Linked DNA regions of Canis lupus: region 1 is linked to region 2. A link is a contact called in public Hi-C data. All regions are on one chromosome and are shown on one strand. The core of a region is the stretch at or near the end of the contact, and the rest is flanking DNA. Distances in the headings are between cores, read along the strand shown. Region 1 overlaps LOC111098902 (a long non-coding RNA gene). Region 2 holds the start of SOCS2 (suppressor of cytokine signaling 2).

What was found. Hi-C and Micro-C count contacts between places; a contact is called where the count stands out from the background.
Region 1: a Hi-C map of skin fibroblasts shows a contact between it and region 2, with 2.4 times the contacts expected there. The contact joins the enhancer-like site here to the promoter of SOCS2 in region 2. A contact is called at or near these places in 2 of 9 Hi-C or Micro-C datasets (blood and skin fibroblasts).

Annotation. Positions count from the first base shown.
Region 1 is chr15:34,381,301-34,386,678 of UU_Cfam_GSD_1.0, reverse strand. LOC111098902 (a long non-coding RNA gene) reads right to left here. Exons shown (of 5, transcript XR_005369970.1): 5 at 4,926-5,006. Among named protein-coding and RNA genes, the nearest start is that of PLXNC1, 190 kb to the left of the region's middle. Within about 2 kb of position 2,813, at least 5 of the 20 cell types and tissues checked have an H3K27ac peak or open chromatin away from gene starts, as enhancers often do.
Region 2 is chr15:34,080,368-34,085,355 of UU_Cfam_GSD_1.0, reverse strand. SOCS2 (suppressor of cytokine signaling 2) reads right to left here and starts at 1,907. Exons shown (of 3, transcript XM_038558645.1): 1 at 1,793-1,907.

The DNA.
Region 1 (5,378 bases), core at 1,564-4,063, 300 kb before region 2:
GCCTCCCCCAGTTGTGACAACCCAAACTACCTGCGACCGGGTCACCCTGTGCGCACAGGAAAGGATATGCGGGCGCTCTGGGGTGATGCCAGTGAAGACAGAGACAGTCTCAGAATCTGGCCTCCAGCTGAGCTGTGTGATGCCTGGCCAGTCACAGAACCCTTGGGCCTCAGTTTCCTTGCCTCTAAAACGGGAAGAAAGAGAAGTGCAAATGCAGGGAGTGTGGAGAGGAGTCGAGTAATGCACCATCCCGCAGTCCGAGAGGTAGAAGGTGCCACGTAAAACAGCGTAGCAGCAGGATAGCTAATGCTTGAGCCCTTCCCTACCGCAAAGGGACTGGCTCCCTTCAAAAGGAGAAAAGGGTTGAATATTTATAAAATCCCCAAGACTCTTAAATTAAAACCAAGTGCTTTAGAAAGCTTTCCTCTTTATTTTTTTTTCCTTCTGAATTCAAATAAGATTAAGAATGCTATGGCTGCCTGAGGTTAATGAATGTAGATTTCCTTTTGCCTTCCTTGAAGGAAGATTTCTACTGTTTGTTTTAATCAACACCCTAGCATTTACATCCTCCTGTGACAGAGTAGAGTAAGGAAGTGGGAGTGTGTGATAGGGTCCCCTTCTATTTTTTTTTTCACAAAATTAGTACCTTTCTCTTAGTAACTAGTGAAAAATTTGAGAAATGAGATGCTACAGCCCTATAGAAAGACACTGTTGCTTTAAATGAGCTTTACTGTTATATAATTCTCTGGCTGACTTCATCCCACCAGCTTTCAAGGAACTATAAAGAAATCTTTAAAAGCTAATATTTCTCCTGTTCGCACTGGCAGAAAAACACGAAGGAAAAGGGTAACCTGACCTTCCTCAAAGAGCCAAGTCCTTGAGGACAGGGCCACACATGTACCCCCCTACCCTCCCTCCCCGGCTCCCCCAGTCTTGGGGTCCTTGTCAAACTCCAGGGAGCCACAGCCCTTCCTTTGTGGCTGTGTATATTGGAAGACCCAAGGCCACATTTGCTTTCAGAGACAAGACAATGAGATTAATCAAAGAAAACAGAAACAGCTCCGTTTTCCATAATGGGGCTATCAAAAGGCTTTTCTAGGAAAAACCCTGATGAGGCTGTTCCTTCTATTTCCCTAAAGGCTAACAGTTGCGAGTAGGAGTAGCAGGCACAGGAGGAGGTACCCACGGAAGTTTATTCCCAAATAGTCCCTTCCCAGAAAAAGACTTCATTATTCCATCTAGCTCAAAGCACTGGGCAACCACTGACATCAAGGGCCCTGTGCACGAAAGCAGGCCTTCTCTTTCTGGGGCCTTGCTGTCCCTGCAGCAAGGATGAAGGTACCCACTGGCTTCTACGGAATCACTCTGATCAGCCAGGATTCCCAGAAGGGAACTTGGGGAAGTGAGACTCTGAACCAAACTAATGGAGAAGGGTCAGAAAAGGTGGTCAGGTGGCACTGTTATAAAACCAACTGGCACATGCTGACCTCATTAAAACCAGACACAGTGCAGTTTGGGAACGAGGTAAAGACAGGGCTGGGGTGGGGGGGTGCGCAGAGGGAGGTATCACCTCTGGTGGAAAATTTAAGCGCAACGAACAACCCCAGCCATCACATAAATAATATAAATAATATCTTGATGCCCTATTTCAAAAAACTCAAAATTAATGCCCCCCCCCCCCCCCCCCGCAAATCCATGATGAACAAAATATCAGAATTTAAGGACAGGGTTTGGTTTCAGAAACATAGTGTGTCTCCAATAACCAGCACTTGACTTCAAGTGGTCTTGTGGCTTTAGAGGGTCTCAGCGCAGCAGGGTAACCAAAGGGACCCAGACTCAGAGTCAGGGACAGAACAGCAGCCACAGCTACATGGCCTTGATCATGGCCCCAGCCTCTGAGGTCTGGTTCTGGCTTATAAAGTGGTCTTCATATTGGTCACACCTTCCTCACAGGGGTGGGCGTGGGGGTTAGGACTAAGTAAAACCTTGTTCACAAGCACATTTGATAGACCCTAACCTAAGGTGTTCTTGAAATGACAACAGAAAGTAGAGCAATGATACTGGTGATTGCAGTGGTGGGCAATGGGGAACATTTTGGGTGAGGAAAGGAGAGAAAATGATGGATTCACCATAAAGTAATCTGTATGTGTGTACACACACACACACACACACATATCCCTGCATTCTCACACCCCTACCCCAGGCTTCTCCCATTAAGAGAAAAGGAAAGGAAAGGAAAGGAGAGAAATGGGAGAGGCAGGAAGACTATAACTCAAGATTGGAGGAGGCAAGAGAAGAGAATTGAGGGGGGTGGTAGAATATAGGAAAGGAAGGAGAAAGAAAAGGAAGAGAAGAAAGTGGGGACACTCAGGTCCTGTCCTGAGCTGAGAGCTCTCAGGGCAAGTCAGTTCCAGTTTCCCAGGAAACAACCATGGTAAGAATCAAGGGCAACAATATATTTAAGATTTGTCTGTGATGACACACATAGCTCTGATTCATTTGATTTACCTGCTGTGGACTATTCTAGAACATGCCTGTACATCCATTCTATCGAGGGTAGACATTTAAATTGTTTAAGGGGACTTTGATTCATATCGGTAATGTCTGATTTCTCAAGTTGGGTGGAAGGTACAAAGTTCAATCTCTTGGTCTCTTTTTCTCTGTTTCTGAAACAGTTGAACTCATCTAGAACTCCTACTGATTCCATCAAACTTCCAGGCCTTGTCCTTCAGGTAGGTCAAAGTCAGGTGGGATTTCCGAGAGTGGATGGAGGGTCCCTGCAGCTCCCCCGCCCCCCACAGAGGGGACAGTGTCCCTAGTGGCTCTGCCTGCCCCGAGCAAGCAGAGGTCCACTTGCACTACCACATGGTTCACGGGCCTGTGGCTTCCCAGACTGACCCGGCTCCCTGAGATCTTGTTCTGACCTAGAAGCCCCAAGGGCTGGGCTCCACAGGCAGTTCCAGACTCAGGGCTGGGATTTCATGGAAGCCTCAGAGGAGAGATGCTTCAGGGGAAATAGTTTTCTCCTTGAACAGCTGAACTCCTCTGAATGGAATCTCTGTACCTTTCATAATGGAACAAAGGGGAGGGCTGTTTGCAAGCTTGGGGAGGTGCAAGTCACAGTTGATCCCCTGGAAATCAGTCCATGCGTTTCCTTACTAAAGAATGGGAGAAAGAAGAAATGCCAAGAATCCAAAAGAATAAATCTTCTGGAAATAGTTCCTGTTTGCCTGTGGAATGTGTTGCTCCTCCCCTCCTCTTCTCCGGTAGCTTTGTTTCTTAGAGACTGTTTGCTTTGGCTACAATCAGAACCAGTCTGCATTCCCGAGAGTCCACCTGCTCCAAGCACTTGCCTCGGACAGACAGCCTGACACGGACAAACCCCTACACCACAGCTGGGCTGGGATTTAGGGTGGGGACTTAGGGTGAGGAGAGTGAGGTGCTAGCCTTGGGCACAAAGTTTGAGGGGACACCCAAAAACTCAGTAACTGGCATAAGTATATTTTAATGTAATAACTTTAAAAATTTAAAGTTAATGCAAAAAAAAATCCATGATAAACAAAACATCAATATTTCAAGTTAAGGCTGGGTCCGCATAAAAACTCCTCTGTGTGCAGTGCAACCAGGAAGAGCTGGGATCAGCCTTTCTTTTGTGAATCTTTGTACCACCATGGCAGGCCAGGGGAGAGAATGTTCCCGCCATACCCAGAAACATCCATCCACCCCACAGCCAGAGGACTGGGGCTAATCTGTACTAGCCACCACAACCTACAACCCCCTGCCCACAGATCCACGCACAGCTATGGGCCTCTCTCGCCCCCCAGGCCACTCAGCCTCAGCCTCCTGCTGGAGGACAATAAGGCCTCATCTATCTGAGGCCTCGTACACACCTAATCACACATAGAACCCACCATGTACAGCGGCGTATTGACTAGTCACTCCAGTGGCCCCAAACTGACTGCTGGACGACATCTTATTTAGCTCAGACCAATTTTTAAAAAATCAATTACTTGCCAACATTAAAAAAAGTTGGGAGAGTCTCACAAAAAAGCCCCACAAATTGCTAGCCTGTCTTTAAAAATCTAATTTCGTGGCACCTGGGTGGCCCAGTCGGTTAAGCTTTTGCCTTCAGCTCAGGGTTCCAGGATGGAGCCCCACCACAGGCTCCCTGCTCAGCAGGGAGACTGCTTCTGCGTCTCTCTCTGTTCCCTCTCCCCCTGCTTGTGCTCTCACTCACTCTCTCTCAAATAAACGAATTAAAAATATTTTTTAAAAAATCCAAATTTCCAGCTCGTCTTGAAAAATCCAAATGTTTGACAACTAACAATAACAATAATACCTGTTTGTTGAGAATATGCTAAATGCTGAGCACAGTACTCAGGGCTTGAGATGTTTTTTCTGTTTCAACCCTCACAGCCATTCTATACTTACTATCCCCCATTTTACAGATGATGAACAGGAGGCTTGGAAAATTGAAATAACTTATCCCAAATCACACAACTAATAGGCAGCGTGGCCAGACTCAGACCAGGGTAGTTTGACTAGAAAACCCAGGCTCTCATTCTTCTGTATCTTCCAGCATCCTGAGGGCGTGGACTGAATGACTTTTTCAAAAGTGTTCCAAGAAGCCTCAGAGCCACTGGGCGAAGGGCCTGGCTGAGTGCGTGTGGGGTGAGATGGCTGGCTTAGCCCCCAGGGTTCCTGCTTCTATTAGAGCAGCTCCTTTTTTTTTTTTTTTTTTTCTTTAAACCATTTTATAAATTGGGCTCCCATTCAAACATTCTTTGGGAAAAAGAATTCCACTGTTGAGAAACAAAAACAAAGCAAAGCCCCAAGCCCAAATGATTTCTTTTTTATCTCTTCTCCACTTACCATGTTCTCCTAGACCAGCAGGAAAGCTTTCTCTTCCCACCTTTGAGCGTGTGGGTGCTGGTCGGGCTGCCTCTTATAACCAGTGAATGGTCGGCCATGTGTCTAGAAACCAGGAGCCACGGAGCCAAGACCTGCTGAGGGTAGAGAGGGGCAGTCTGAAACTGCTGAAGCCAAACGCAGGATAGGGAGTGCTACAGTGAGGATAAGGGGGGTGGGGTAAGGACACAGGAGCCTGGGAGAGGCTGTCCCCGTGTTTCTCTTAGGGGAAGCCCTTCATGGGTTGTCATGAATTTCAGGCCATCATGGCTGTCTGGGAATTGAGTGTATTCTTTAGAGAGTTTCGGGAAGGGTGACCTGAAAGCAGTTGGGTGTAGTGGGAAGAGCACAGAGAGGAACCAGAGCTGAGCTCTGCCACAGTTTGGAGCTTCAGGACCTTGGACACATATAAAGTGTGCGTTGCATCTCTCTACATAACTTACCCAGTAGTCCTAGGGACACAGGGAGAC
Region 2 (4,988 bases), core at 658-3,157:
CCGCGGCCGCCCCACGCCGGGCCCTTACCTCGGCCTCGGCCTCGGCCGCCGCCTCCACAGCAGGCGGCCTCCCCGGCGGACATGGGCGGGGGCGCCGGGAGGGGCCCGGGAGAGGAAGGGTGTCCGCCCGAGGTTCCCCCGCGGACTTTTAACTTGGGAACCCGATGCCGGGGGATGCGCTGTGCGGCGGCCCGAGCTCTCGGCGCGGAGCGCAAACCAAGGCGCGGGGGTGGGACCCTCGCCTGGAAGCCCCGGGCTCCGAAGTCCCCACCCGGGGCGGCCGCCGGCTTCCCCTGCGGCCGCGGCCAAGGAGGTGGGAAGAAGAAAGGAGGAGGCAGGAGCTAGGGCGGGAGGGAGGCAGGCGGGTGGGGAGGAGCGGCGGATCAGGTTATTAGGAGGATTATTAATTGGGATGGCAGTTTGGGGCGGGGGAGGAAACTCCGGAGACTTCCCGTCGCCTAGAAGGAGCCCCGCGAGCCGGCGGCAGGGGCGGCCGCGGGCAGAGCCGCGCCTCGGACTCTCCGGCGCTCGGGAGCGGCGCAGCCCAGGCCGCCCGCGCTCGCGGCCGCGCCCCGCTGCCCTCCCCGGCGACCCCCCTCGGGGAGGAGCCCTCGCGCTCCCCGGACCCGTACCTGCCGCCAGCCCCCGGCCGAGCTCCTCCGGCGCCCCGGCTGCCGGCGCGGGGGGTCCTGAGGCTGTGCGCGCGGGGCCCCGGGGCGCCCTGTCCGCGGCCCGCGCAGCGCCGGGAGCGGCGGGCGGGGAGGCTCATGCTTCAGGGGAAGCCCAAGGCCCGCGAGCCGCGGTCGGGCGGCGAGACATGGCAAGAGTTAAACGTCTGTCCCCGGAGCGGGGTGTGCGCGCGACTTCCCGGCCCCGCGCGCCTCCCTCGCTCCCCGCCTCCCTCCCGGTCCGCGCCCCCCCCCCCCCCCGCGCCCCGCCCGGCTGCTGCGGAGGCCGCTTTCCAGGAACTTTCCAGGAATCCGCCTCACGTGACCGCGGCCCCCGCTTCTGCTTTAAAGAGGCTCCGGCGCGAATGCGCAGGCTTCAGGGGAGGCGGGCTCAGGGCGCCCGGTGCGGGGGCGCCCGGTGCGGGGCCGCCGGGGACCCCGCCCGCCTCCGGCCGCTCCGCGCGAGGGCTCCGCGGGGCGCCGTGTCTCCGAGCGCCCTCCTCTCCCCTGCACGTGCTGTGAGCCGCGTGGGGGGAGACCGGGCGCCCTCGGCGGCGGCCCCCCTCGCTCTCCGGCACGTTAGTGGAGCGACAGCGGCCCCCTTGCAGGCCCCGCGCGCCGGAGGGAGCGGGCGGGCGGCGGTGCGGGCGCCCGGGTCCTCGAAGGCGGCGGGCGGAGCGCGGCGCCTCCTTAAGCGGCGCTGCCGGAGAGCGGCTCCTCCCCCAGGCGCTCCGGCTCCCGGTCTCCCGCGGCCCCGCCGGGCTCCTCCTCCCCGCCGCCGCCGCTCCTCCGCCGGCTCCTCCGCTCCTTCCCGCCCGCAGCCCGGCTCACCTGCGCCCGCGGCGGGGCCCGGCGCCCTCACCTGCGCGCCCCCGCGGTGCCGGGCGGCCCGGCGCCGCAGCCCCGAGAGCTGTAGTCCCGGCGGTTCCCCGCAGGCCTGGCGCCCAGGCACCGGGAATTCGTTCAGATCCCGTCACTTCCCTGCGCGGAGACCCTCACCTCCTCCCACCGGGTCGGAGGCCACCTGGTCTCCGTTGGAACTCAGCACCTGGCCTGCACGTCCGCCTCCAAAATGTGACCTACTTTAAATGTGACCTATTTTTTTTTAAACCATTAACACTCACGGGAAAACCGGATCCCAAATTTCGATAACCATTTTTCTTTGAAATACTATTCTATTGCATCACTGCTCAAAAGCTTGAAAGGTCAATGGCCACTTTCTGTTGAAGCAGGGGCTAAGGGGAAGTTGGGCGAGGAAGGGGGAGGCGCGTCTCGCGAGCCTTGCCTGGTGCGCCCCCTGCCGGCCCCGAGAGGAAACGGAGGCCAGCTTCCTGCCTTCTGGGCCAGGAGTCCGGGAGCAATGGTTTTCTCAACAATTTTCCTGCTTTTGAGTAAATAACTATGCAGACGACAGGCAAGCGAGCCAGGAAGTGAGGGGGGCATCTTCCAGCTAACAAAGGGCTTTGGCGACGTCAGAGTCCTATGCATGGAATCCAGTTTTGTTTTTTTAGAGTCTTCCAGGTGGAGGGCGGGGCTGATTCAGCCCTAGTTGAAACTCCGTAAAGCAGCTAAATGATTTTGCCCAAGTCATTTACTGTCTTTGGACACTCGGCCTTTTTTTTTTTTTTTTTTTAATAAAAGAAAGGGACTGGACCCAGTCCTGGCTCAGGGACTGAGATGAATGAATAAATCAGATTCCATGGAGAGTTTGTGTGTATAGTCTGAGGCCCAGAACCTTTAAGAACCACTAGTCATCTACTAGGGTTCACTATGTTCTAAATTATTCCATATGGCTTCTTATTCCTTGGTAGAGAATCCCAAACAAAGGGTTCTGTAGTTTAAAAGATTTTAAGCATTTTACGAAGAGAAAATAAATTTCTATTTGTCAGCTGAATCTTCCAGCAACCTTCCTTCATGTGATTTCCTGTTGCCTCCTAACATGTGCTATTCCCTGTTTTGCACACACTTTTCCCTCCTCCTGGAATGCCCTTCCCGGATTGGGTGTGTGGCCAGCTCTTGTCATTCAGGTTGGAGCTCAGAGTCATTCCACAGACAGTATCCATTAAAAATTACGGGGATCCCTGGGTGGCACAGCGGTTTGGCGCCTGCCTTTGGCCCGGGGCGCGATCCTGGAGACCCAGGATCGAATCCCACATCGGGCTCCCGGTGCATGGAGCCTGCTTCTCCCTCTGCCTGTGTCTCTGCCTCTCTCTCTGTGACTATCATAAAAAAATAAATAAATAAATATTTTTAAAAAATTACGACAAGAGGGGATCCCTGGGTGGCTTGGCAGTTCAGCGCCTGCCTTTGGCTGGGGGCGTTATCCTGGGGTTCCGAGATCGAGTCCTGCGTCGGGCTCCCGGCATGGGGCCTGCTTCTCCCTCTGCCTGTGTCTCTGCCTCTCTCTCTCTATGTCTATCATGAATGAATATATAAAATCTTTTTTAAAAATTACAATAAGCATAATGCCAGCTATAGGGGCACCAAACTTCGTAGCAAAGTAAGATTTTGACTTTTGTTTCTGAAATGTTTCCCAGGGACGCCCAGCATTTTGTTCGTCTTTTTAATCCCCAGGAAACACATATGGGAGCATCTTAGGAAAATATTTATAGGGCCATGTTAAGTGAAAAAAAAAGAGAATATGAAATTGTAACTATGTTATGACTACAACATTATAACATTATGTATGGCTCCGGGCAAAACAGAAGAAAATGTGGAGAAATGAAAGCCGCTGTTTCTAGGGTGGCGGGATATGGGTGAATTTTAAAATTTGATTTTCCTTGATACATTTCCAGTATTTTTGATATAGTTATCACTTTCCAAAATTGCATGTGGATCAGGGTCTTCGGCTACTCTCAGGGAATAGAGTGCAGTTGTAGAATTTATGACCCCAGTACTGTTGGGTCTCTCTCCTGGACTCCCAGAACTGCCACTCAGCATTGCCTTTCACATGTCTAATAGACATCCCTGGTTTAACGTGTCCCAAACTGAGACCCGATAATTTCTTAAAACAACCCCTTTTAAGAAAAAACCAAAAGCAATTCCTCCTTCATTCTCCCCCCATCTCTGAAAAATGTCATATCTGGTCTCCAGTTGCTCTGGCTAACAGCCCAAAAGTCATCTTGACTGCTCCTTTTCACACATCCCACATCCCATGTGTTGGCCAATTCTTTGACTCTGATTTCACAATAAGCCCAGAATTGAAGCCCTTGCCACATTTCCACCACACACCAGTCCAAGCCTGGTTTACTAGTCTCAGCCTGGCTTACTGCTGCAGCCTCTTCCTGGCACCCTTGTCCCTTGAATGGACTCTTCCTGACAGAGAGTGAGCCTGTTTAAACCAAGTCATGGCATGTCCCTCCTCTGCTCCAGTCCAAATGGCTGCATCACACCAGACGGAATGACAATATCTGAGTAGCCACTCACAACGGCCTACAAGGTCTGGTTGCATTTACCTCCCCGATCTCATCCCCTGCTGCTCTGTTCCTTGATCACTACTTAAGACACATCGGACTCCTTGCTGTTTCCAAGACCTACTACCCTTGCTCCTTCCTCAGAGCCTTCTATGCTATCTCCTTGATCCACCATGCTCTTCCTTCAGATATCTGCATGGTTTGCACCCTCACCTCTTCAGACCTTTATTCAGTGCCACCTTCTTAGTGAGACCTTGCCTAACCACCCTCTTCAAAATCAACCTGCCCACACACACATTCCTCTCTCTTCCCTGCTCTAGTTTTCTCCTTAATGCCGATCACTATCTAACCTAGTTTATTTTTTTATTTATTGGTCTGGTTTTCTCTCTTTTTCACTCGAATGTAAGCTTCATGAGGACATGTATTTGTCTTTGCATTGTTCGCAGCTATATCTTGGCTCCTCCAAATAGTCCCCAGCATTTAGCAGGCATTCCACAGGACTGGTGAATGGGGGAATGGATGGGTGAGTGGTGCTTTAGCAGGGTGGCTTTAACGTTAAACGGCCGGCCATGGATCCCCGCTGTGCTACCACTTGCTACACGACTGAATTTGGTAAAAATCTATATCTCATATCTGTTACGTTCAGTGGGGCAGGTGCATGGCTGCAGTGGGGAACTGTCATTCCACAGAAGAGGGAAGGGAGAGTGATTTTCACAAAGCTGGGAGTTTCTTCTGTTGCCTGCATTGAGGGATTGCCAAGGCTTGGAATCTCTGTGTGCCAAAGTCAAACTGGATGTTCTTGATTTGCCATGCAGATGTTCTAATATTGGAATTGACAGGTGCTCCACACTGAGCTTTTGCCTAGGTGCAGAGAGTGTTTTAGTTTTTGTTTTAGGGGTGGAGGAAG